Linked DNA regions of Mus musculus: regions 2, 3, 4, 5 and 6 are each linked to region 1. The links are chromatin contacts, called in public HiChIP or PLAC-seq and promoter capture Hi-C maps. All regions are on one chromosome and are shown on one strand. The core of a region is the stretch at or near the end of the contact, and the rest is flanking DNA. Distances in the headings are between cores, read along the strand shown.

Region 1 (3,775 bases), core at 917-3,416:
ACCCCTGAGCTCCCTGAGTCATTCCCTGCGATTGTGTCCGCTCTACAGCTAAAAGGATCTTGCTATACCACACAAACAATGGTGGCATCTCCCCCTTCCCACCCACCCCCCAACTTTCAGAGCTTCTAAGTTGGCCTTGGCCTGGCTCACACAACTCTGGACAAACGGAAGTGTCTCTGCTCCCCACACCCTACATCCCCCAGCGCAGAACTGGCGAGACGTGTCTCAGCTAGTGCAGGTCCCTCCTAATGCCCTCTCCCCCAGTCCTGTTTTTATTCTTCAAGGTGCAGCCCAGTCACCACCTTGATCAAAGGCACCCTGATGCCTTCTGGATCTGTCTTCCTCCCTCAGGCATGAGACAGTGCTGCCCACCAGGAGCTGCAGCTGTGGAAGGGACGAGAATGGGGCATATGAGCTCGGGTCACACCCCTCACACGATAACTAGGCCAATCTCAATCTAAGGGGCCAGCATCCTGTGGTACCGAGCTTCCAAGAAGCCCCTACTGGGGACAGGGAAGCAGGTGAGGGCCAGAAGAGGAGGAGGCCTTCCTTCTTGGACATACGGCATCTGGATTTCCTCGAAAGTCCAGGCACCTTCTCGGGGCTCAGAGGAATCCTCCACCCAGGCACACCTCAGACTCCAGTGGATCTCACACAAATGTCCTCTGATGCCACCATCCCTTCTGGCTTCAAAGAGAGTCTGAGCAAAGCCAAGAAGGATGTTTGCCAATTGTGGGGAGCCCCTGCTCCCAGAGATGTCCGAAAAAATCAAGAAGGAGGGGGGAGGTCTCCCTTGGTCTTCTCTACAGCAGACAGGAGGAAGGCATTAAAACGGCCTTTTCGCCAGGCAGTGGTGGTGCATGCCTTTAATCCCAGCACTTGGGAGGCAGAGGCGGGTAGATTTCTGAGTTTGAGGCCACACTGGTCTACAAAGTGAGTTCCAGGACAGCCAGGACTGCACAGAGAAACCCTGTCTCGAAAAAAACCAATAAATAAATACATACATAAATAAATGCATAAATAAATAAAATAAAATGGCCCTTTCCTATTCTCTGTCAAGACAGTGTGGAAATGGAATGGCCAGCTCAAACTGCTGCGGCAAACCCCTCCAGGGCTCCCTCAACAGCCCCAGAATGTGTTCCCATAACAATATTAAAGAAGTACTGCGGTTCAGGCAGCTAGGGGACTAGACCAAGGTCACACCGCAGAGGAGGGCAGAGCATGCCCAGAGTCCACCCAGACTGTGCTCCTAACATAGTGATGACTGACAGACACCTCACCTTGGGCAGCACCAGGCCTGAGCTGTCCCCACATGGCCAACAGCCAAGGCATTCGGGCTCAGCTCTGCCAGGATTTCTTACCTCGCTGAACAAAGATCACATGCGATGTGCGCTCAGAAGTACAAGGTTCGTGCCACCCCCTCCCCAGTCCGGGCTGAGGACTTCATCCCTCGGTACTTCCTAACCCGGGCTGTGGACAGGCCAGTGGGGAGGGTTTTCAAAGCAGCCAGCCAGCGCCCAGGTTTCAGCTCACTAGGCTCCATCCTTACCCCCAAGCCTGGGTTTCTTCATCTACACAGGGGACGGGGCACGGCTGGGCTGGGCCCTTCTGGAATGGAAGACAGTCCCAAGGGAGTCTGAAGTTGGATTTTTCAGTCAAATGGGGAGTTTGGAAATCTCTTCCTGTCCTAGGAGGCCACTTCGAGTCTCCAGGGTAAAACTAAGGTTAAAGTTTTGCATCCTCTCCCCGGCGGGGCCATCTCTCTGAAACTCCAAAAAGCAGCCCTGGAAGCTGCGGGCGCGCAGTTCCCTCCCACGCGCCCATCCCTGCCACGCGCCCTACCTAAGTGGAGCTGGTCCGGGGTAGGTGGCCGCCCCTGGCCTTTGGTTTCGGGACTCGGGTCTAGGTGACCTAGATCTGCACCACACTCCCCCAATCCCAGGTCGGCGCCCAATCCACAGGTGACTTTCGTGGTGGCGTCGCCTCCCGCTATCCCGCGCGCGGCGGGGACGGCGAACCTCGAACCCCGTCATTGGGAGGGGTCGCGAGGAACTCGCGGATCCCTTCCCCGGAGCAGCCCCACTCACCTCAGGACGCGGGCGCAGCGCCGCCGCTTCCTGATCCCTCCGGCCGCGTCCTCCTCCTGCTGCGCTTCGGCCGCGCCGCCCCGCGGGGTCCCGCCCACCCGCGCCCGCCCACCCCAGGGTCCTCCCCGGCCTGCGCGCCGCCACCTGGCTCGGTGCCTCGCTCTTCCATTCATCCCTGGTTCCTGCGCCCAGGCCGTCGCCTGCCCAGCCCGGGAACCCGCTTGCCCGGCAGCTCACACCCATCAAAGGCTGGTAGAAAAAAGCCCGCGAGGCACACCGGGCACTGGAGAGGACTCCCCGCCACCCACCCACACACTACCCACCAAGCCACGGCTCTCCTTAAGTCTGAACCTCAGAGTCTCCATTCTGAACCTCCACCTATAGCCATCATCCGGAAGATGCTAGGGGCACCAGGTCTTTACAGAGCCCCTAACATCACCGTTCCTTTTCCTAGGCTGGGTGGGGGACTGCCTTGGTGAGCCTAGCGACTTCCTTGCGGTCCTTGTTCAGCCTGCCCGCAGCACAGTACTAGGGATGACCAGCCTGGGCAAACAGCAGGCCGGGGGGTGGGGTTGGGGGTGGGGTGTAGAAAGAAGGATTGAAGGGGCCTAAATAAAAACCAACATGGCGACCAACTTAAATCTTAATAGCTAACTCACTAATTAAGCTGTGTGTTTGGAGCGGGGTGGCATTGGCAAGTAAACCTCTTTTAACTGAGCCTGAGGTGAGCTGGGCCCACTTACAGTTGGGAAACAGGCCTGGATAGGAGGGTGGGCCTCCGCAAGCCACTGCCTTGGGGTGGGGAAAGAACATCGCTATTTGGGTGGCCGTGGTCTCCAGCAGAGTGAGCTGGCAGCTGTCTGGCAGCCGTGAGGGGGTGTGCGCGATGCCCCCTTACCTCCCCGACAGGAAGCCTGAAGCTCAGGCCTTTCACACCTGAAGTTGGGGCTGAACGGAGGCTGAGGCATCCATCAAAGAGGCTGACTTGTTCTTCAGGGTGGGGAGGAAAGAACCCTCAGCACTTAGTTGCCTTGCTCACCCAGTCCCATCTCACAGACTGGGAAACTGAGGCTCCCATGCAAAAGAGACTGTGGCTCGGCCTAGGAGGCTGGTGATTGACAGCTACAAGGACACCCGGATAAAAATTCTGCCCTGCCACAGATTAGGTAATGCCCCTACGTGGATGCTTGGGGTTCTTCAAGAGGACCCTGAATCTAGTCAACAGGGCCAACACCTGGGCTTAGCAGATGCTTTTACAAGCTTGGGTTGAGGGCCCTGGCCTGGGAGATGGCTCAGTTTGGTAAAGTGCCTGCCGGGTAAACTCGAGGCCTTGAGTTCAGCCACCAGAATCCAGATTTTAAAAAATCCCCAATGTGGTTCCACACATTCACGATCTCAGTGCTAAGAAAGTAGGGGCAGGCAGATCCCGGGGGCTCAGAGACCCTGCCAAAACACAGCGTGGATGACCCTGAGAAACTCCTAAGGTCGACCCTCTGGCTTCCTTCCGCATCCCACACACCAAGAGCTGGTTGAACAAGGTATGCCATCCTGACACTGGGATGGCTGAGGCCAACCTGGGCTACACAGCAAGAGTCTGATGGATAGAGCCTGGGTTAGTAGAACCCAGACCTGTGAAGTTCTTGTTCACTGGGTAGAGTTTTAGCTTCACAAGAGGCAGAAAATAGAGG
Region 2 (3,775 bases), core at 427-2,926, 970 kb after region 1:
TAAAATGTTTTTTTTTTTTTTTTTTTTAAAGATTTATTTATTTACTTTATGCATGTGAGTACAGTCTCTATCTTCAGACACACCAGAAGAGGGCATCGGACCCCATTACAGATGGTTGTGAGCCACCATGTGGTTGCTGGGAATTGAACACAGGACCTCTGGAAGAGCAGCCAGAGTGCTCTTAACCGCTGAGCCATCTCTCCAGCCCCTCTAAAATGTTTTGAGGTTTTTCTGTTATGTACCTGAATGTTAGTTTGAGTCTACAGACCACATGTCTCAAGTGTCAGCCAAGGCCGGAGGGTGACATCAGTTCTGAGACTGGAGTTACAGATCCTGGTAAGGCGCCATGGGGGGTGGGAGGGGCTGAGGATTTAACCAGGTTCCTCCGGAGGAGCAGCCAGTGTTCTTAACTGCTGAGCCATTCCTCAGCCCCTTCCCTGTTTCTTAAAAAATGCCAATCAAAGGAATAGCAGGAACCTGGCCAGTCCCAGGAGTTTTCAATCAAGAACACAACACAGCCAGCGTCTCTCCTCAGCCAGTATCTTATGATTCTAGGCTCGTGTTCATCTGACATCACCAGGCTTGCTTCAGGGAAATAAAGAGTTCAAGCAAGGCCTAGATCAGACACTGTGTGTGCTGTTCAAGGACCTGCAGTACCTTGAATAACAAGAAAATTATGAACTGCATAAATCTACCAGCAGCGGAATTGTTAAGGAATAGTACAACCATCAGATGGGGGTACCACGTGGTGACGAGGCAGTTAAATGATTGATGGCGGCATACCGGTGAACTGCGAGAGGCACATGGGTGCTTAGATACTCTGAAATGTATGGGAAAACATGTATCCATTAGACTAGTAAGTGTTTCATGCTGTCCAAGAAACTTTAAAGGAAAACTAATGTCAACTTTGAATTCAGTAAGCGTCTGTATTTTGTTGTTGTTTTGTTTTAAACACTAGCACTGCTTCTTACGGGGAAAGATTAGGAGTGGGCAGTATCCCCAACAGGTGCTTGGCTGGAAAGCACTGGAGGGCAAGAAGAAGCAGGGACAAAGAGGCTGGGGGTGGAGCTCAGCTCGAAAAGCGTCTGCCTAGCATCTGCGAAGCCATGGGTTCGAGTCTCAGCACCACATTAAAACAGGACTCAGGAGGTACAGGTGGGATCAGAAGTATATGGTTATCCTCGGCTACTCGAGAGAGTCAGGAAGCCACCCTGGGATACTTGAGAACTTGTCTGGAAAAAGTAAAAAACCACAGGGATGGGGCAATCCCTGCAGACCTGCAGGGAGGATGGCGATGGCAGCGACAGCTCTCGGGGACGGGCAGGTGGGCTTCCGCTCCAACTGGAAAAAAACGTGGGGCTGGCTCCGCGCTGCGTCCGGAAAACTGAGGCAGAAGGAGCAGAAGCGCTGGCGAGCAGGGTGCATACGCCCCACGGATCCCAATCCGGAACCGCTACCCGTTCCGCCAGGGGGTCGGGCGTCCGGGATCGTGGTGCTCGGGGGACGACTTCCTCCCCAGCGCTGACCTCCAGGCTTCAGCCCTGCGGCCGGTTGTCACCTCTCTTCCGTCGGGCCCTGCTAAACGGTTCGGTTCTCCCGGGGATCCGCAGCGACGGCGCTCGCTCGCTCGCTCGCTCGCTAGCTCACTCGGACCTCGGCCGGCGAGCGTAGCGCACTGCGCGTGCGCGGAGAGGGCGCGGCTGGCCGGGGCTGCGGCTGCGCAGAGGCGGTTCCAGCCCCCGCGCCTGCGCAGTGGCGGGGCGGGGCGGGAAGGAGGGAGGCGGCGGCACCGGCGGCGGCTGCTGAGGAGGAGGAGGAGGAGGCGGAGGTGGGGGAGCGGAGGGAGGTGTTTCTGTCAGTTCCGGCTGTTTGTTCGGGAAGTGGATCCGCCGCTGCCGGAGCAGCCGGGAGGGAGCTGCGGATCGCGAGGCCAGGACCGACCCCGCCCGCCCAGCTCGCCTGCCCGCCCGCGCGCGCGCGCCCGCCCGCCCGCCGCCCCCGCCCGCCATGGCCCGGGACTACGACCACCTCTTCAAGCTGCTCATCATCGGCGACAGCGGTGAGGGCCGCAGGGGCCGGAGGCGGTGTGGGCCCTGCCGGGCGCGGCCCGCGGGGGCCTCGGGGCGGGCGGGCGAGCGGGGCGGGCGGGCGAGCGAGCGAGGAGGCGCGGCCCGCGCGGGGCGGGAGGCGCGGAGCTCGGCGGGGTCGCAGGCCCCGGGGGGGCCGCAGCGAGGGGACTCCGGGGTGGCTCCTCGGCGGGGCGGGGGGCACCGAGGGCGCGGGATGCACGCACGGCCCCGGCGCTCGTTCCTGCCTCACGTGTGACCTTGGTCAAGTCGCGCGATCGCTGGAGTTGGAGAGAGCCGGGTTCGAGTCCCGGGGAGGCAAGCTTTTGCCGCTCTGTGACCTTGGGCGAGTTGTCTCGCCTCCCTTGAGCCTCAGTTCCTGCATCTGAGAAGTGGGGACTTGTTAAGCTGAGCGGTGGGATGATTCGGTGAGCTGAAAGTAGGGAAAAGCGCCTGACCCGGCATAAAGTAACCTCTAAGTAACTCACAGTGTTAGCAGCATGAGTCGCCCTGTGAAGACTCAGCGCTCCGTGAAATGGGGGTATTTCCAGGACCCGTCTCCGGGTTGCCGTGCGCTTGGATGAGGTGCGGCAGGTACAGCCATGAGCGCATTCCTTTAGAATTGTTACTAAGTCTCAGCAAGGTTCAGTTCTCATCTGTGGAATGGGAGTGGTAGATTTGCCTGCCAAGGCTGATGTGAGCACACACTTAATGAGGGGACTAGTGTTTGGCACACAGTAGGTGGACAGTGTTTGCTGTTCTCTTACCCGGGTGCTTCATTCAATATTTTAAGTGCTTTGTGTACACAAACACACACACACCACACACCTTTCAGTACCGCGCCATCTCTGATTCATAGATCAGCTTCTGGTACCCAGTGCTTAAATGCATTTGGTCAGTGAATGAGAGTCACACTGGTTTCTGGCCAAGGATGAAGCATTTTAGAGGTGTTTGGAGTATGGCAGGTGACCAGGTCCTGTGGGGTGATGGTGAGTTCAGGGAGGCAGGCCCAGGATGTTTAGGGGAGCTTAGCTGAGGTGCCAGGAATATGTGATGTTTTAGGAAGGAGGCTGGCGAGCAGCTAAGTTTATAGATCAGACTGGAGTGTGGGATAGAGAGGGTCATGTGACTTGAGACAGCCAAGTTGGTGGTAGAGCCTGTGTATTGTCAAGGAACTAGAGCTCCGTGTCCCCCCTGAGACTCAGGATATAGGCTTGTTGGCTGACGCTGTCATAGACGGACATGGAAATAAGTGGATTTTGGTCTCACGGGAGAAGCTGGGTTGGGATGTGGTTGGTGGTTTGGATCTGGTGGAAGATGGCTGAAGTCTTAGGGGGTTGCTGTTAGGGGGGGAAGGTGTCGGGAAATGCTAAGGCCTAAAGGATTGGGGTAGAAGAATAGCTGTGTCTGGGAGCGGAGTTGGAAAGCTGGAAGACTGACCTGTAGTGGTTTGAATGAAAGAAAACTAGGCAAGCTGTGTAGATAGACTTGAACTTGGACCCAGCTAGTGGCATTCTTCTGGGCTCTTGAGGGTTTGTTGACATTATGGTGATCTCTCTCCTTTCAGAGCTAAAGTCAGCCCGCTGTGGTCAGAGGTCTTTATCCCTCCTCAAGACGTGGCCAGTGTTAATATCCAAAACTCGAAAGGCCAAACTCAGCAAGAAGATGTAGCTTGTTGGCATTTTCTCTTCTGTGAAACCCAGGAAATG
Region 3 (3,775 bases), core at 447-2,946, 910 kb after region 1:
AACCGCTACTGTTTACTTTGTGTTGGCATCTTTGTTTCTAAAATTAAAGCTCCTAGTGTTTTTGTGGGCTTTGTTTGTTTTTTGAGACAGTCTCTTGACTTGGTGCCATAGCTAGTCTGGGACAAAGATTTTCCAGGTGTGAATTAAAGGTGTATGTCATCAAGCCCCAAGCCTGGCCTTTATATTCCTATGGTAGTCCATGTTGGATATATATCATATGTATACATAATATATATGTATACTAAGCTCAATGGTTAAGAGACCTATGAGCCATACCAAATCTATATGGTTTGGTATCTGGGTCTGCTTTCTGTATATCACTGGATGTCCAAGCCATTGTTCATAGGTAGCCTTACTGCTCCAAGGCAGAGTGATGCAGGTCCAGAGCCCTGTTGCTTAAGGCTGAGGCAGGGGTAGAAGGCTGGGTTTGAGCTAGGCGTGGTTTAAGGACTGAAGTCTGAGAGGGCCTGAGATGGTGATACTGAGCTATGGCAAGGAGTATCCAGGTGAGTGGTGATTGAACTCGGGCCTGATTGTGCCTTTTGAGATGAGGATTGGTGTAGAAGTTGATCTGCCTCAGCCTTCTGCCTGCAGTAATTGAGTCACTGCTGTGTGTTTAGTAATGAAGTTATACTTGTGTTTGTGTAGTTTAGATGTGTAGTTGAGTTTCCACGTGCTGGCTAAAGTTTTTTCTTGGTAGATTAAGTCTTGAATACAGGGGCAGTTAATAACTAGCCACTAAGGTGTGCATGTAGGGTTGCTTTGATGTACTAATCGGGGGTGCAAACTAGAATAACTTGCTATGTAAAAAGCTGCTGCAAGAGCTAAAATACTGCCTGTGCATCACAGGTAACTAGACAAAAAGTTACCCTAGAATTGCAACCTCTAACCCGATAGTAGTTTGATGTTGGTTCATATAGGCATTCAGTAAGTGTTAAGTCTGAAAAGCTGAGGATTTAAAAAATGGGCTCTAACAAGTAGGTGAATACTGTATCAAATGCAATGCCCTATTGCTATCATTAACCTTGTGACGTCACTATACATCTATGTGTGTGTATATATATATTTTTTTTTCTTCTCCCTCCCTCACCCCCCAGGGTTTCTCTGTGTAGCCCTGGCTGTCCTGGAACTCACTTTAGACCAGGCTGGCCTTAAATCCGCCTACCTCTGCCTTCCGAGTGCTGGGATTAAAGGCGTGCGACACCACGCCCGGCCCCCCATCTGTATAGTTGCCACTGCTGAGGGCCAAGAAGCCTGGAGACCGCATTCTCCAAGCACACTCTTGAGTTATAGTAAAAATTCAATAATTGTCCTAAGACATCGAACTCTTCCTCAACCCTGTCCCTAGCTGTCTGCAGTTGAGGCTCCCAGCAGGTCACGCAATTCCCGGGTCATCCCTGCATCCCTCCCGCGTACCTCACCATCACCTGTTCTAACCTCCAAGCCTCTTGGGCCTGAGACTAGTCTTTGGGTTCATTCCTGGGGCCTAGGAAACAGCACGATGGGGGGTGTCGGTGCTGGACCCGGGATCCCCCCAAGGATGCCAGAGCTGCAGGGCGCTGTCCGGGGGAGGCCGAATCGAGGAGATCCCGCGCCCAGGGGCTGCAGAGCACGACCTGCGGCCGCCCTCCCGCCCGGGGGCGCCAGGCCTCGCCTTGCCGCGTGGGCCCTGCTGTGACCCGGAAGCGCTCCGGAAGCGGTTCCGGACTGGGCGCCGGCAGGATGGCGGCGGACACGCAGGTGAGGCGGGCGGCTGCGGCGGCCAACGCGGCGGGCGGCGGGGACCGGACCCGGAGCGCGGGCAGTGGGGCGGCGGGATTGCCCGGGCGGAGGCTGCGGCGCCCACGGCCGCGGAGGGCGCAGACGGAAGCGGCGGCGCGGGGGAAGGGGGCGGCGGCTGCTCGCGGCTCGAGGCTCCGGCCGGCCTGGGCGAGCAGAGCGACCCTGGACTCGAGCATCTTGCCATCCGCTTGGCTTCGGGGTAGCGGGTGCCGTGCTGGGGCTGTGCGGGTCCCGGCGGTGGCAGAGCTTACACTCGGCGTCGGCTACGGTTCTCCGGAGCCCGCGGGGCGATGCAGAGGCCCCCCGACTCTGTGCCCACACTCGGAGCGTAGCCTTTTTATGTCCATACGGGTTCGGAGTTGAGCCTCCGCTCGTTGGTTTCGTCAAGGCGTTGGATCAATGACATCACCCCTCAGGGTCTCGGTCCTTTTAACATTTGGTGGTGGTGATAATACCGATATCCTATGTTATTTTATGGGAAGATGTATTGAGACAAAATAGTAGGGTCCCATGTGGGTTTGCTGGGTGTTAACTGGGTCCTGGGTGAGATCTCAAAATGTCTTCACCTGCGAAGAGTCGTGACACCGTTGTGCGTTCACACCTGTGGGTACCTTGCAGTTCAGGGAGGCGTTGAGGCTACCCCCTTCTCCATCTCAGCCTCTTTTGTAGCCTCGTGGAAGGATGAAATAATAAATAAGAAACATAATTTTTTTTTCTCTCCATGTCTCCATCCCACCCTCCCTTTTCAAAAATGTAGATCAAGGCCAGGTAGTGGTGGCGCGGTGGTGGCACGTCTCTAATCCCAGCACTTGGAAGGCAGAGGCAGGTGGATCTCTGAGTGCCAGTCCAGCCTGGTCTACAGAGGGAGTTCCAGGCAGACATGGGTACACACACACACACAAAACCCCTGTCTTGAGAAACAAACAAATTAAAAATATATATATATAGTGAGTTGGCTTTGAACTTGTAGCCATCTTGCCTGTGGCTTCTTAATGGGTGGGTGGGGGGCTTACCCTGCCTGGCAGGAACGTATTTAAAAAACAGTTTGAGTCTCTGGGGTGAGATTAATTGATTTTTATGTTTGATCCTCAAGGCCCGCCAAAGAGGAGCCATTTAACCTGATCATTAAAAAGATGCTTTGCAAGGGTCTTCAGTAAAAGGGTTTGGTAATTTGTTTAGACAGAGCTGCGTCTTAGTGAATCCTAAGAAGGGAAGTTACTTAATGTTTCTGAATATTTAAGAATCTTCTCCCTAGAGTTGTGTTATTTAGTAGTAGGTTACCTAACTGTGCTATCAAAAGAGCCGTAAAGCTTACTTAAGTTCGTCAGAATTAAATGAAATTTAAAAATTCGGTTCTCCACCTGTGCTTCAAGTGATTTGTCCTTCATGTCTTCAGAGCAGCCACATCAGGTTTGTCATTTCAGAAAATCCTCTCTTGGGCAGTGGTGTCTGCAGAGATATCGGTGGACTTGGGAGGTGTGAGAGCTGATCTTTCCAATGCCCAGTGTGACTCCTAGAGGCTCTTAGCATATAAGGTTTCCAGTGGGAAACTTTTCCTATCTTACTTTGTAGCGCTGGGGACCCAGCCCAGGGCCCTCACGCTTGCTGGGCAAGGGCTGAGCAACAAGCTATTCCTAATCTGGCAACTTCTGATTAAGGAAAAGAGCTTCGACTTCCTTGTCAAATATGAAAAGTTCCTGCATATTTGTGAGAGAACTATCACTATGAGTTTAATGCTTTGTTATTGCCCAGCGTGGTGGCACAGGGGTTTTGTTGTTTTGTTTTTTTGTCACAGTACTCGGGAATCAGAGACAGCAGGATCTCTCAAAGTTCCATGCCATCCAAGGCTGCACTGTGATAAGACCTTGTCTCTAAAAAAAAAAAATAAAGAAAATAAAAGGAAGTTTAATGTTACCATATTGGAAGGCAGAGGGTAGTACATATGCATTATTTTCTCAAACCTCAGTAAGGTTGGTAAAGCATTTAAAAAATT
Region 4 (3,775 bases), core at 926-3,425, 830 kb after region 1:
GGGCTAGAGCCACCGCAGGACGCAACCCCACTCACGTTATTTTTCCTGGTGCTGGGAGACTGAGCTCAGAGCTTTGCCCAGGTGACCACTGCACCCGAGCCAGGCAGAAAGCATCCTCTCCTGGCTTGCTCCCTCCCCTGCTCCCGTCCCTACTTCCTCTCCTCAGTTCACTGGGCCTAACTCCAAAGAGAACAACTTGCTCCGGGAGCCTTTGCTTGCTCTCCATCTTAAGATAACCCTGGTCCAGACAGCCAGGGGCCGTTCACCTGGGGGACCACACGTCTTCTTAGGGCCAAACCCCGCAGACTTCTGCACCTGTGCATGCATCCGTGGAGCTCCGTCAGCCGCTGACTCCCTGCTTTGGAGTGCAAAGCGTCCACGTTCTGAGTCACCAACCAGTGCAGCTTCCCCAGTCTCTCCCAGTTGCTCAGAGCCCAGTGTGCTGGGTTGGGTTGGTGAGAGGAGAATTGAGGCCAGCCCACAAAGTTTCGGGCCCAGTACCGCTGGCGGACCGGAGCACTGCGGACGAAATCAATGTGCTGGATGGGTCTCCGGTCAGTGCGGGCGTAAAGTCCCACCTTTTCTGACCTGTAGTCTGGGATGCCGGACTCGGTGGAGATCCCCGCGCCTGTCATCACGAGGAGTTTCTTGGAAAGGCTAATGAAGCGCTGTAACTCTTTGATCTTTTCAGGGTCCAAAGGAGGGCTGGGCGGCACAAATAACCCCGAGGGTCCACAAGAACGCGGCCGGCTGAGGTGGGTGATCCAACGGCCCTTTGTCGGCCTGAAAGTCAATCCGCTCATTCTTATTCTGGAGAGAAAGAAATCCATGAGAGCAGCTGGGTTTTACAAGTCAAGTTAACCCACCAATTGATAGACACCGGAACTCTATTCGACTATGAAAATTTTGCCACGGTGGCCCCGGCCTGGGATTGTAGCACTGGGGAAACAGAAGGGAGGACGGTTCGTCCGGAAGCCCTTCAATTCTCAGCACCTACAATGGTGACTTACAACTATCTTTAACTCCAGTTTCAGGCCCTCGTCTGCGCTCTGCAAGCGCCGAGGAATAAAAGGGATGCGCAAATACACGCGCAGGTAAAATACCCAAACACATAAAATAAAATTTAATTTTAAAAAATTAAATATTTTTTAAAACAAACTTTAAAAAAATTTTTTTTTACTTATTTTATGTATATGAATGGTCAACCTGCGCGTACACCTACTTCCCAGAAGAGGGAAGAACTCATCAGAGATGGTTGTGAGACACCTTGTGGTCGTTGAGAGTTGACCTCAGGACCTTTGGAAGAGCAGGGGGTGCTCTTAACCACTGAGCCATCTCTCCAGCCCTAAAAAACAGACTTTTAATAGCCCATTATTTTTCACCTGCTACTAATATAAACATGTTTTAGTAATATTTATATTTTTGTTAATATTATCTCTCATGGGACTATTTGTTCTATAACTCTACTTGGTTTAAATCAGATATTATTATTATTATTATTATCATTACTTGAGACAGAATTCCCTGTAGCCCAGGCCAAGGAATACAACTAAACCGAATTATATCATTTCTCCAAAAGATTTTTTAATTTTAGTATGTCAGTTTTGTTTTGTCTTTTTCTACACGGTTCTCGGTACCAAATCCAGGGCCTCTGGGATGGACGCTAAGTAATCACTCTGTCTGCTTACCCTGCATTGTAAATTCTGCTACTTGGACACATAAAAATCAAGGCATACAAACTTGCCTGTCTGGTTTTCTAGTTGTAAAGACAAGCCTTTGACACAGTCTTTGACATAATGCGGAGCTATCGAGTGATAGGCACACATATTTAGGCTTGGCTTCCTATCCAAGAAGAGCTCAGGACCCTGCTTTCTCCATGAGATTTCCCAGCTACGTGTGAACGGCTAAACAGTCGGGTTTTGCCGGGATAAATCCTCCTTGTCCCCTCGAGAACAAAAGAGACAGATGGAATCCCTAGTAAGAATGCTCAGCGGGAAACCTTCAGCCGGATCAGAACACTTACCTTCCACAATTCTCACCCAACAGTGGGACTCGCTTGTTACGTGTGCATCTTGGGAAATGTAGTCCGCGAAGCCGATCTAGTTGGAAGAAAACTACAAGTCCCAGAATCCTACGTGTCTCCCACGCCAAGATTCTTGGGCGCTCCTCTACGGATTGCCCGCTGTCTTTCCTGCTCAGCTCAGTTAAGGTTCCGGATATGCTGCTGACGCCTGGGGCAATGATTGCCTTTTGAGGTTCTTGTAGTGTTTGTTTGTTTGTGGCTTGTGTTGTTTGCTGAGAGAGGGTCTGACATATCCTTGTCTGACTCCAAATCCGTGATCCTCCTGGCTCCACCTCCCAAGTGCTCGGATTAGAGGCTTGTGCCACCAAAGAAGTGGTTAATATTTCCCATGTCCTGCGTGCGAAAGAGGATCCAAGCAGTCCTAATTTAGGAATTCGCTCTCTTAAAGAAACTCTTTCACTAGTAGCACAGGACAATAATCTGCCACTCAATAGGCTTAGGCGGAAGAATCACGAGTTCAAGGCCAGTCTGGGTGACTTAGTGAGACCTCGGACTCAAAATAATACTGTAAGAGCACTGGGGCTATAGCTCGGTGTCAGCGCGTTAGCCCAGCCCTGGGTAGCCCTGAATTCACACTAGCGGGCATTTCTCCATCCAAGACGCTTTTTAAAATAGACTGGTTTTTTTTTTTTTTTAATAATGTGTGTGTTTTACCTTCATGCATACAGGAGGAGCTCCTGACGGCCATAAAAGGGCGTCAGATCCCCTGGAACTTGAGTGACAACCTGTTGTGAACTGCCCTGTGGGTGCTCGGGATGGAATCTGAGTCCCCCTGCAAGAGTAGCAATGCTCTTGTTTGTTTGTTTTGGTGTTTTCGAGACAGGGTTTCTCTGTATAGCCCTGGCTTTCCTGGAACTCACTCTGTAGACCAGGCTGGTCTCAGAGATCCACCTGCCTCTGCCTCCCAAGTGCTGGGATTAAAGGCGTGCTCCACCACCACCTGGTGAGAAGCAATGCTCTTAACCAGTGAGCCACCTCTTCAGCTCTCCCAACCCCTCCCCAAAAGACCCTTTCTTTGTTTTTTGTTTTTGTTTTTCTGAGACAGGGTGTTAATGTATAGTCTGACACTTTTTTTTTTTTTTTTTTTTTTTGGTTTTCCGAGACAGGGTTTCTCTGTTTAGCCCTGGCTGTCCTGGAACTCACTCTGTAGTCCAGACTGGCCTCGAACTCAGAAATCCGCCTGCCTCTGCCTCCTGAGTGCTGGGATTAAAGGAGTGCGCCACCACGCCCAGAATTTTTTTTGACACTTTTAATAATAAATAATTGCCCCCTTTGTTTTGTGTTTGTTTTAAGATGGGTTCTCACTATGTAGCCTTGGCTGGCCTGGAACTCCTTATGTAGACCACGCTTGGCCTTGAATTCATGGAGATTCACCGGCCTCCGCCTCCCTAGAACTTTGATGAACTGAACGATGTGTGCCAACACGGTTCGCAGATTTGATTGGTTTTCCTCCTAAGTGCCCACGTCCACTTCCACTGCAAAGTAATTAAATTTCCTGCTATAAGTTAAAGATTGATAGGGGTCTGCCAGGTGGCTAGGCAGGTGAAGCTCTGCCACTTGACAACCCAACTTTGACCCCCTGGATCGAGGGAGGAGAGCGCCAACTCCACTTTTGGCCCACATGCACACACAGTGTTCTTATTCTAAACAGCAAAATAGATCGTGGATGCTGGGGAGATGGCCCTGAGGCTC
Region 5 (3,775 bases), core at 824-3,323, 670 kb after region 1:
GCAAGGAGGTAGCTCCACAGACGGAAGATTTTACTTTTACGCTGACATCTTAGCATTTAGTTAGGTTTTTGTTTTGTTTTGCTTTTCTGATGTAGGCTGGGTTGCCCTCAAACTCCATGTATTGCTGAAGGTGACCTTCTCCACCCACATCCTTTGAAAAGTTTCTATGCTTTTGGGTAATAAGCAATACCTAGTTATATGTATCTTTGTTTTGTTTTGTTTTTTCCAGACAGGGTTTCTCTGTGTAGCCCTGGCTGTCCTGGAACTCACTCTGTAGACCAGGCTGGCCTCGAACTCAGAAATCTGCCTGCCTCTGCCTCCCGAGTGCTGGGATTAAAGGTGTGCACCACCACCGCCTGGCTTTTTTTTTTTTTCTTGTATATTTTCTTCATTTATATTTCAAATGCTATCCCAAAAGTCCCCTATACACCACCCCACCCCCCTGCTTTTTTTTTTTTAAGACAGTTTTTCTCTGTGCCTCCTTGGCTGTCTTGGGATTAGCTCTGCACACTTGGCTGGCCTTAAATTCACAGAGATCCACCTGCCTTTTTTTTTTTCTCTAACTACACAGAATACAAGGATAAACATAAAGATATGTAATTTGAGGCTTTTGGGTTTTTTGTTTCTAAAGATTTATTGTATGTTCATTGGTGTTTTTGCCTGTATGTCTGTCTGTGTGAGGGTGGCAATCTCCTGGAACTGGAGTTACAGACAGCTGTGAGCTGCCATGTAGGTACTGGGTATTGAACTCAGGTCCTTTGGAAGAGCAGTCAAGGCTCTTAATCACTGGCACCATCTCTCCAGCCCCTGGACATATTGTTTTATGGTGTAGCCTTAGGCTGGGATCCAAAAATCTTACAGAGAACAAATGAAACAACAACCGAGCTGCCTAGGGTTACAGCTCTCTATCATCTTGCTATCTTTGCCTTATATCCCTCCAGGCATCTAGGTTTGAATAGTTTTTCAGGGTAGGATCTCAGTAAGTTGTTGTCAAGGCTAGCCTAGAATTTTAAAGTCTCTCACCTTAGCCTCAGGAGAGTGAGATTTACTGGCATGCATTCCCACTCACTGTTTTGTTTGGTGAGGTTGTTCTATAGTTTAGAATGCACAAATAGGCAAACTCTACAGTGATGCTTGTGGTGATATGAAATAATACATGCGTATCCTCCACAGATTCTCTTTTCTCTCTCTTTCTTGGAGACAGGGTAGCTGTGAAGTTTCAAACCCGGGATGATCCGCTGAGGTGCCTATATAAGATACCAAAGCAGACCTGGTCTCCAGCTTCTGGCATCCTCCAGTCCTTATCTGTTACAGGGTTTGGCTGACATACCCCGCCCTCCAGGCCAGGGGCTAGGCTGCCCTTCCCCTAGAGGCTCTTCCCTATATAATCCAGACATCTTGACTACCTTCCTCTTTTTACACCTTTTGACCTTCTGACTGCAGGATCTGTTTCCCCTCTCCTTCCCGCCTCTCCTCACAGGGCCCAGTTCTGCCTGGTCTCGTCCCCTTCTGGACTCTCCTAGATGGCCTCCCTCTGAGTATAGTATGCTCTCCCACATACCTACAATAAACCTTCTTCTCCACTATACCTTTTATTTCTCTATGTAAACCAGGCTGGCCTTGAACTCATGGAGATAGTTGCTCCTGCCTCTGTCCGGGTTCGGAGTGTTGGAACGAAAGGTTTGCGCATCCACTCTCCATTCTCCAGAAACTCGGACAACCAAGCTTTGGCGACCATCTCAGGCTTACACCTCGGGTCTAAGGGACGACTACAGACCTGAGACCGAGGGCCAGGATAGCCCAGCGCTGGGCAGTCTGAGGGCTTCTGTGGGGTCCGCGTCCTTCTCCTCAGAAGGACAGCCCCAAGCTTAGTGACCTACCAGCTTAGGAGGCGCTCGGGTCCCACCTCCGGGAACCTTCCGCTCGCATCTCTAGGGAGAGACCCCGCCCTCTGCGCAAGCGCACCTCGCGGCGGCGGCTACCCCTTTAAGATCGCTTTAAAAATCCTCCGACCGCCGCCCCCTCCCGCCCCCGCTTCCTCACGGCTTCCGCGCCGCGTTCCCACAATGCAGTGCGGCTGAGCGCCTCGGGAGCCCGCGGGGGAGGCTGCGGCGGGGGGCCCCGGGCTGAGGAGGCGGCGTCGGCGGCGGAGGCGGCTGCGACGGGACGTGGGCTGCGGCGGGCCCGCGGCGTCGGCCGGTGCGGATGTCGTCGGGCTGGGCGGACGAGCGCGGCGGCGAGGGCGACGGGCGCATCTACGTGGGCAACCTTCCGTCCGACGTGCGCGAGAAGGACCTCGAGGACTTGTTCTACAAGTACGGCCGCATCCGCGAGATCGAGCTCAAGAACCGGCACGGCCTCGTGCCCTTCGCCTTCGTGCGCTTCGAGGACCCGCGGTGAGGATTCCGCCGGCGGCTCGCCCCATCTCCGCCGGGCCCGGCCTCCCCTCCCCTCCCCCAGCGCCTTCCCCTCCCCCTCCCCGCCGTGCTGACCCCTCGCGGCGCCCCCCCCCCACCCCCGGCTGGAGGCGGCTTTGCCTGGTGTCACTTCCTTCAATCGGAAGGCTCCAGCCCGCCCGACTTGCCCCCGAGGAGGGTAAAAACCAGCGCGCTCTGCCCAGCCCTCGAGTTTGGGAAAAGCACCCTAACGGGAAGCACCCCGAAATGAGGGAAGCGCGGGGCTCGGGTCCCCCGAACCGACCCTGCAGAGGACTCGGCCGAAGGCGACAGTCGCCCATCCCGCCCCCTCCTCCCGAGTCCGGGTTCGGGTCTGTGGGTGGGGGTGGCCCTCGCCGTTACCGGGGAACAGACGGCGTTGGCGGGGACCACAGGTTGCCTTGGGCGGCTGAAAAGCGGGGTGTCTGGAGCCAGCCCTCACTTGGGCGCCCCACCGAGCCTAGTTCTAGTAAAGGGGGATCAGATTAAACAGCGGGAGAGAGAGACGGGTGGGGGGTTAGCATCTCTGATTTCATTCCCCTCTAATGAGGGAAGTTAATTCCCCGCCAGAAGCCAGAAGTTAATTGTAGCAGGGATGTGGAAAAGCTAGGCTCCCCCAAAACCCGCGCCGAAGGATCTTTGATTTTTTTTTTAATTATTATTTTTATTTTTTTTGTGTGTGTGTGCAAATGTCGTGAGCCCTGGGTCAGGAAGAGGCCGGAAAGTATGCTTTAGTTTAGAGATCTCTGCGCCGTTGGCGGTCGTCCCCTTGGGAGGGTCAGTAAGGACCTGTTCCCTGTCTTCTCAGCCTCGTTGGGAGGAGAGCTTCATCTCTGCCTGCCGACCCGGTGTCTCGCCGGCCTGGGTTGGAGATTACGGATTCACAGTAGAAGTACTCCGGACTTCGATGGTTGAAGACTAACCCAGCTTATCCCCTAAGTGTCTTGCAGTTTGCCTCAAAAAATAGACTGAAGCTTTTTTTTTTTTTTTTAAATACAAATGAACGTGAGAAAAATTATGGCCCTAATGAACAGTGCCATTGTGTCTTTAATAGTCAAGTTCTGTGTCAAGTGCCACGCCTCGTGTAGTTAGCGTTTTTCAATAGCCCATGAAGCAGAGGATGCTGACCGTATTTCACACAAAATGCGGATTGTTTAATGCAAGAGGTTAGTAAAGGGATAACAATTGGTAGGTGTTTGGAGAGGATCTAGGTAGGATTTGCACCCCGTAACTACTGTGTGGTGTGACAAAAGACCTATATTCTGCTCTATTTGGGAAGTTTCAAAGAAAGCACTTAAGATTTGATAACTGTTGGATAGGCAGTTATAAATTAACTATAA
Region 6 (3,775 bases), core at 335-2,834, 530 kb before region 1:
CCTGGGCTGGAAACAGGGTTGGGGGCAGGGTATGTCAGGAAAGGACTTGTGTGTGGGGGGAGGAGGGGGATGCTGGAAGAACCTGGAGGCCTGGTCTGCTTTGATATACAAAATACACACTCCCTTTGTCCCTGGTCCAGAACCAAATCCTTCTAAGAGAAGGCCCCTGAGGCCATCATTCTCCCCTTCCTTTTTAAAATTTTGTTTTATTTTATGTATTTAAATATTTTATTTTGCTTGCTTGTGATGTCTGTGCCCTCGAAGGCTGGACAAGGGCACCACAGTAGCTGGAACTGGAGTTACAGAGGATTGTGGGCTGCCATGTGGGTGCTCAGACCCAAACTTGGGTCCTCTGGGACAGCAACTAGTCTTAACTGCTGACTCATCTCATACATTTATTTAATTATGGTCTTTAACAAAACAAAACAGGGTGTCGACAGGCAGTGGTGGCGCACGCCTTTAATCCCAGCACTTGGGAGGCAGAGGCAGGAGGATTTCTGAATTTGAGGTCAGCCTGGTCTACAGAGTGAGTTTCAAGGCAGCCAGGGCAACACAGAGAAACCCTGTCTCGAAAAAACAAAAACCACTGAGGCCTAACCTTCGCCTCCAGCTATTTTGAATCAGTATCACGAAGATCCCAGAATGGTTCGGTTTGGGGGTTTGTTTTGCTTTTTTTGTTATTTAGTTTTTTAACTTCCCAGGTAATTCCAATCAGTTGCCAAATAATTTCGTTCTAGACCTCGTGGACAGTTCGTATGCCAAACCATAACCTAACCTAACCAGAGCTGCCCAGACCGTGACCTAATCCGTCACAGCCGGAAGTTCACGCTTCTCCCAGGGAAGGCGCATCCTGTCCTCGCACAAGCCTAACGCACGTAAGACCTCCGCCTACCAGTAAAATACTCCACTTCTTGCTCCAACTCTCGGAAAATCTTGTCTGCCTCGGCTTTGCCGAATAGGACGGTGTAATCACAGCTCAGACCTTCCGCGCGAAGGTGTCGCCAGTCCGGGCTCTTCAGGTCGCCCGAGGCTCCTCCCGTCGGGGCGGGCTCCTCCCCTCCCCCTTGGAGGTCGCGGAGGTCTGGCCTCACCAGGAACTTGTCCATCCCGCCGCCCACTCACAGCTCAGACGCGTCCTACAAAGGAAACAAGAGCGCATTAAACCTCCTAGGAGGTGCCTGGCGGGCATCATCCAGGCGGGGAGCCTGCCCTGTAGCTTAAGTCTTCCTAGCACAAGCTGACCCGAACCACGCTGTCCTCACGCCCCAGGCGCCCATCGGTAGGAATCCCGGGCACGCATCCCCAGGCCCGCCCTGGAATGGAGTACTTTTAAAGACCCGTCCGTCCTCTTCGGAATTCGAGAGCTTTGGCTGCAAACGGCTGCCCAAACCCAAAAGGCTACACATGGGAAGACGCAAGCGCAGAGAGGCATGAGGCTCGCCCAGTTACCCAGAAAAGCAGGGTTGCCTCTGCCCTGCGGCCCCGCGGGGTAGGGGCTGGCACGGGCGAGCAACCGGGCTCCACCGGAGAGCCCGGAGCGGTGGGTCAGGTCTCTGCACAGACACACGCAGCCCCAGGAACCCTCACCCCGCCCCTCCCGCCTACGCGGGACTTCCGGGCACAGCGCCCCCTGCCGGTCTCCCTGCGCACCGCAGGATGCTGCCTTCACCTGATGGCTCAGCAAGGTTAGGCCTGTGGACCAGTTCTGGGGTCTACGAGCCTAGTGTGCTACAGCATACTGTCTGGGGGGCTTGAGGGCAGTGTATGAATCTGCACTCCTGACAAAGACACAGCATTGTCTGACCACTACAGTCGACATGGAGAACAGTTATACCATCCCATAGAATCCTTCCTCCCTTAGGTTCCGACATAATTTGTCAGCTATTCCTTGCTTGCTCTTCTTCACGATTCCACATAAATGTGATGGATTAGAGGCTGTATAGCCTTTTGCGTTTGACTTATTTCTGTAAGCACACTGCTTTTAGATATAACCGTGTTTTAAAATCTTTATTTTATTTTATTTATATGAGTACACTATTGCTCTCTTCAGACACACCAGAAGAGAGCATAAGATTCCATTACAGATGGTTGTGAGCCACCACGTGGTTGCTGAGAATTGAACTCAGGGCCTCTGGAAGAGCAGTCAGTGCTCTTAACCGCTGAGCCATCTCTCCTGCCCCTGCCCCCGTGTTTTTTAATCTTTTGGGGGGGTTGTTTTTGTTTGTTTTTCTTTTCTTTGTATGTGTGTGTGTGTGTGGTTTGTTTCGAGACAGGGTTTCTCTGTGTAGTCCCAGCTGTCCTGGAACTCACTTTGTAGACCAGGCTGGCCTCAGACTCAGGAATCCATCTGCCTCTGTCTCCCAAGTGCTGGGATTAAAGGCGTGCGCCACCACTGCCCAGCTGTGTTTTTTAATCTTTAGCTTCAAGTACAGCCATTTTATTTATATACTATGTATAAACATAGAGGACATTTGTACCGTTTTTCTCCTTCCATTGCTGGTATGGAAAGACCTGTGACAGTCATTTCTTGCTCCTGGTGGCACAGAAGAAAAAAAAATCACCATAAATATTCAAGCTCAAACTTTTCTGTGAATGCTGAGTTTACTTCATTGAGAAAACGCCCTGGTCCTCGACCAGAGGGAACGTGTTATATCTCTCTAAAGTGCTGCCTATGGGAGCACACGGTGCTCTCTGCTGTCACACACCAGCAGGGCACAGCAGGTCCTGTCTTATCCACGTTGTATTTTGGAGATGAAAACAAAAAAGGGGCAATGTGATAAACAAGATTTCTTTGTACAATATGGAAGTTGTGAGCAGGGTGACAGGCTAGGGAGTAGGGGGGGATGGGGAAGAGGATCTTACAGGGAAGAATCCTAAGCCAGCATTGAAGCTTTCCAGGTAAGGGACAAAATAACATAGCATGCGAAGATTTTAGCGGGACGCTGCGGAAAGGCAAACCGCCTGGAGAACTGCTAAATTGGGAGTCTAGTCAGTTCAGATTGGGAGGCTGTAGCCCAGACTAGCCCCTAACAGCTTGTGTAGCCAAGCCTTGTGCTCCTGATCCTCTTGCCTCCACCTCCCAGATGCTGGGCTCACAGGGTGTGTCACCACTCTGTGACACACGGCGGCATAGGAGGGTTTTTCCAGGGCAGCGGTCGGTCGAGGTTTAAATTACACTTGCAGTGGCACACGCCTTTAATCCCAGCACTTGGGAGGCAGAGGCAGGCGGATTTCTGAATCCAAGGCCAGCCGGGTCTACAGAGAGTTCCAGGACAGCCAGGGCTATACAGAGAAACTCTGTCTTGAAAAACCAAAAAAAAAAAAAAAATAAAAAAAATAAATAAATAAATTACACCTGCAAAAGATCACTCAGTAGAAAAGAGTAGCTGGGATTGTTATATTAGAGGGAAGGATATAACTGAAAGCTGCACAACTGAATGTATGTCTGACGTGAGTGTGGGAGGTAAAAAGTACAAGGGGGTGTATGGCTCAGTGGTCAAGCGGTTGCTCAGGATGCACAAAGGCCCTGAGTTCAATCCCCAAAGGGGACTGAAAAGGAGGGAGGGAGGTGTATCTGGGGAAGTGGAACATTTCGGGGTTAAAGGCCTTCAATCTTTACATCAGTAAGACTTGGAGAAAGCCCCGCTTTAGAGCTAGGACAGGTAGGTAGGTAAGCAGCAGGCTCCCCCTACCTCCTAAGCCCCACCCACCCGGGGGCGGGGCCTCAGCCCCTCCCACACATGCGCGCTGGGCCTCACCGACCCCTGCCCAGCCA

Evidence for each region. Promoter capture Hi-C pulls out the DNA fragments that hold promoters and counts their contacts. HiChIP or PLAC-seq counts read pairs in DNA pulled down with a chosen protein or histone mark.
Region 2: a promoter capture Hi-C map of cranial neural crest shows a contact between it and region 1. The contact joins the promoter of 1110006O24Rik here to the promoter of Trpv4 in region 1.
Region 3: an HNF4G HiChIP or PLAC-seq map of pancreatic cancer cells shows a contact between it and region 1. The contact joins the promoter of Gcn1 here to the promoter of Trpv4 in region 1. A contact is called at or near these places in 1 of 39 promoter capture datasets (pre-B cells) and 1 of 115 datasets of contacts at active chromatin or transcription factors (pancreatic cancer cells).
Region 4: an H3K27ac HiChIP or PLAC-seq map of large pre-B cells shows a contact between it and region 1, with 3 times the contacts expected there. The contact joins the promoter of Sirt4 here to the promoter of Trpv4 in region 1. A contact is called at or near these places in 2 of 115 datasets of contacts at active chromatin or transcription factors (bone marrow-derived macrophages and large pre-B cells).
Region 5: a contact with region 1 is called in a promoter capture Hi-C map of liver, with 2.0 times the contacts expected there. The contact joins the promoter of Srsf9 here to the promoter of Trpv4 in region 1. A contact is called at or near these places in 1 of 39 promoter capture datasets (liver) and 2 of 115 datasets of contacts at active chromatin or transcription factors (bone marrow-derived macrophages and cardiomyocytes).
Region 6: a contact with region 1 is called in a promoter capture Hi-C map of hippocampal neurons, with 2.5 times the contacts expected there. The contact joins the promoter of Alkbh2 here to the promoter of Trpv4 in region 1.

The regions. Positions count from the first base shown.
Region 1 is chr5:114,656,255-114,660,029 of GRCm38.p6, forward strand. Trpv4 (transient receptor potential cation channel, subfamily V, member 4) reads right to left here and starts at 2,167. Exons shown (of 16, transcript NM_022017.3): 1 at 2,088-2,167.
Region 2 is chr5:115,630,140-115,633,914 of GRCm38.p6, forward strand. 1110006O24Rik (RIKEN cDNA 1110006O24 gene) reads right to left here and starts at 1,677. Exons shown (of 1, transcript NR_027810.1): 1 at 910-1,677. It overlaps Rab35 (RAB35, member RAS oncogene family), which reads left to right and starts at 1,848. Exons shown (of 6, transcript NM_198163.1): 1 at 1,848-2,059. The coding sequence starts at 2,008.
Region 3 is chr5:115,563,567-115,567,341 of GRCm38.p6, forward strand. Gcn1 (GCN1 activator of EIF2AK4) reads left to right here and starts at 1,697. Exons shown (of 58, transcript NM_172719.2): 1 at 1,697-1,740. The coding sequence starts at 1,723. It overlaps Rplp0 (ribosomal protein, large, P0), which reads left to right. Exons shown (of 7, transcript NM_007475.5): 7 at 1-163.
Region 4 is chr5:115,482,309-115,486,083 of GRCm38.p6, forward strand. It overlaps Sirt4 (sirtuin 4), which reads right to left and starts at 2,176. Exons shown (of 5, transcript NM_133760.1): 1 at 2,024-2,176; 2 at 316-810. The coding sequence starts at 803. It overlaps Gm42007 (a long non-coding RNA gene), which reads left to right and starts at 2,142. Exons shown (of 2, transcript XR_878704.2): 1 at 2,142-2,255; 2 at 3,735-3,775.
Region 5 is chr5:115,325,104-115,328,878 of GRCm38.p6, forward strand. It overlaps Srsf9 (serine and arginine-rich splicing factor 9), which reads left to right and starts at 2,074. Exons shown (of 4, transcript NM_025573.3): 1 at 2,074-2,396. The coding sequence starts at 2,206.
Region 6 is chr5:114,126,634-114,130,408 of GRCm38.p6, forward strand. Alkbh2 (alkB homolog 2, alpha-ketoglutarate-dependent dioxygenase) reads right to left here and starts at 1,585. Exons shown (of 4, transcript NM_001359941.1): 1 at 1,450-1,585; 2 at 893-1,136. The coding sequence starts at 1,106. It also overlaps a transcript of Ung not described here.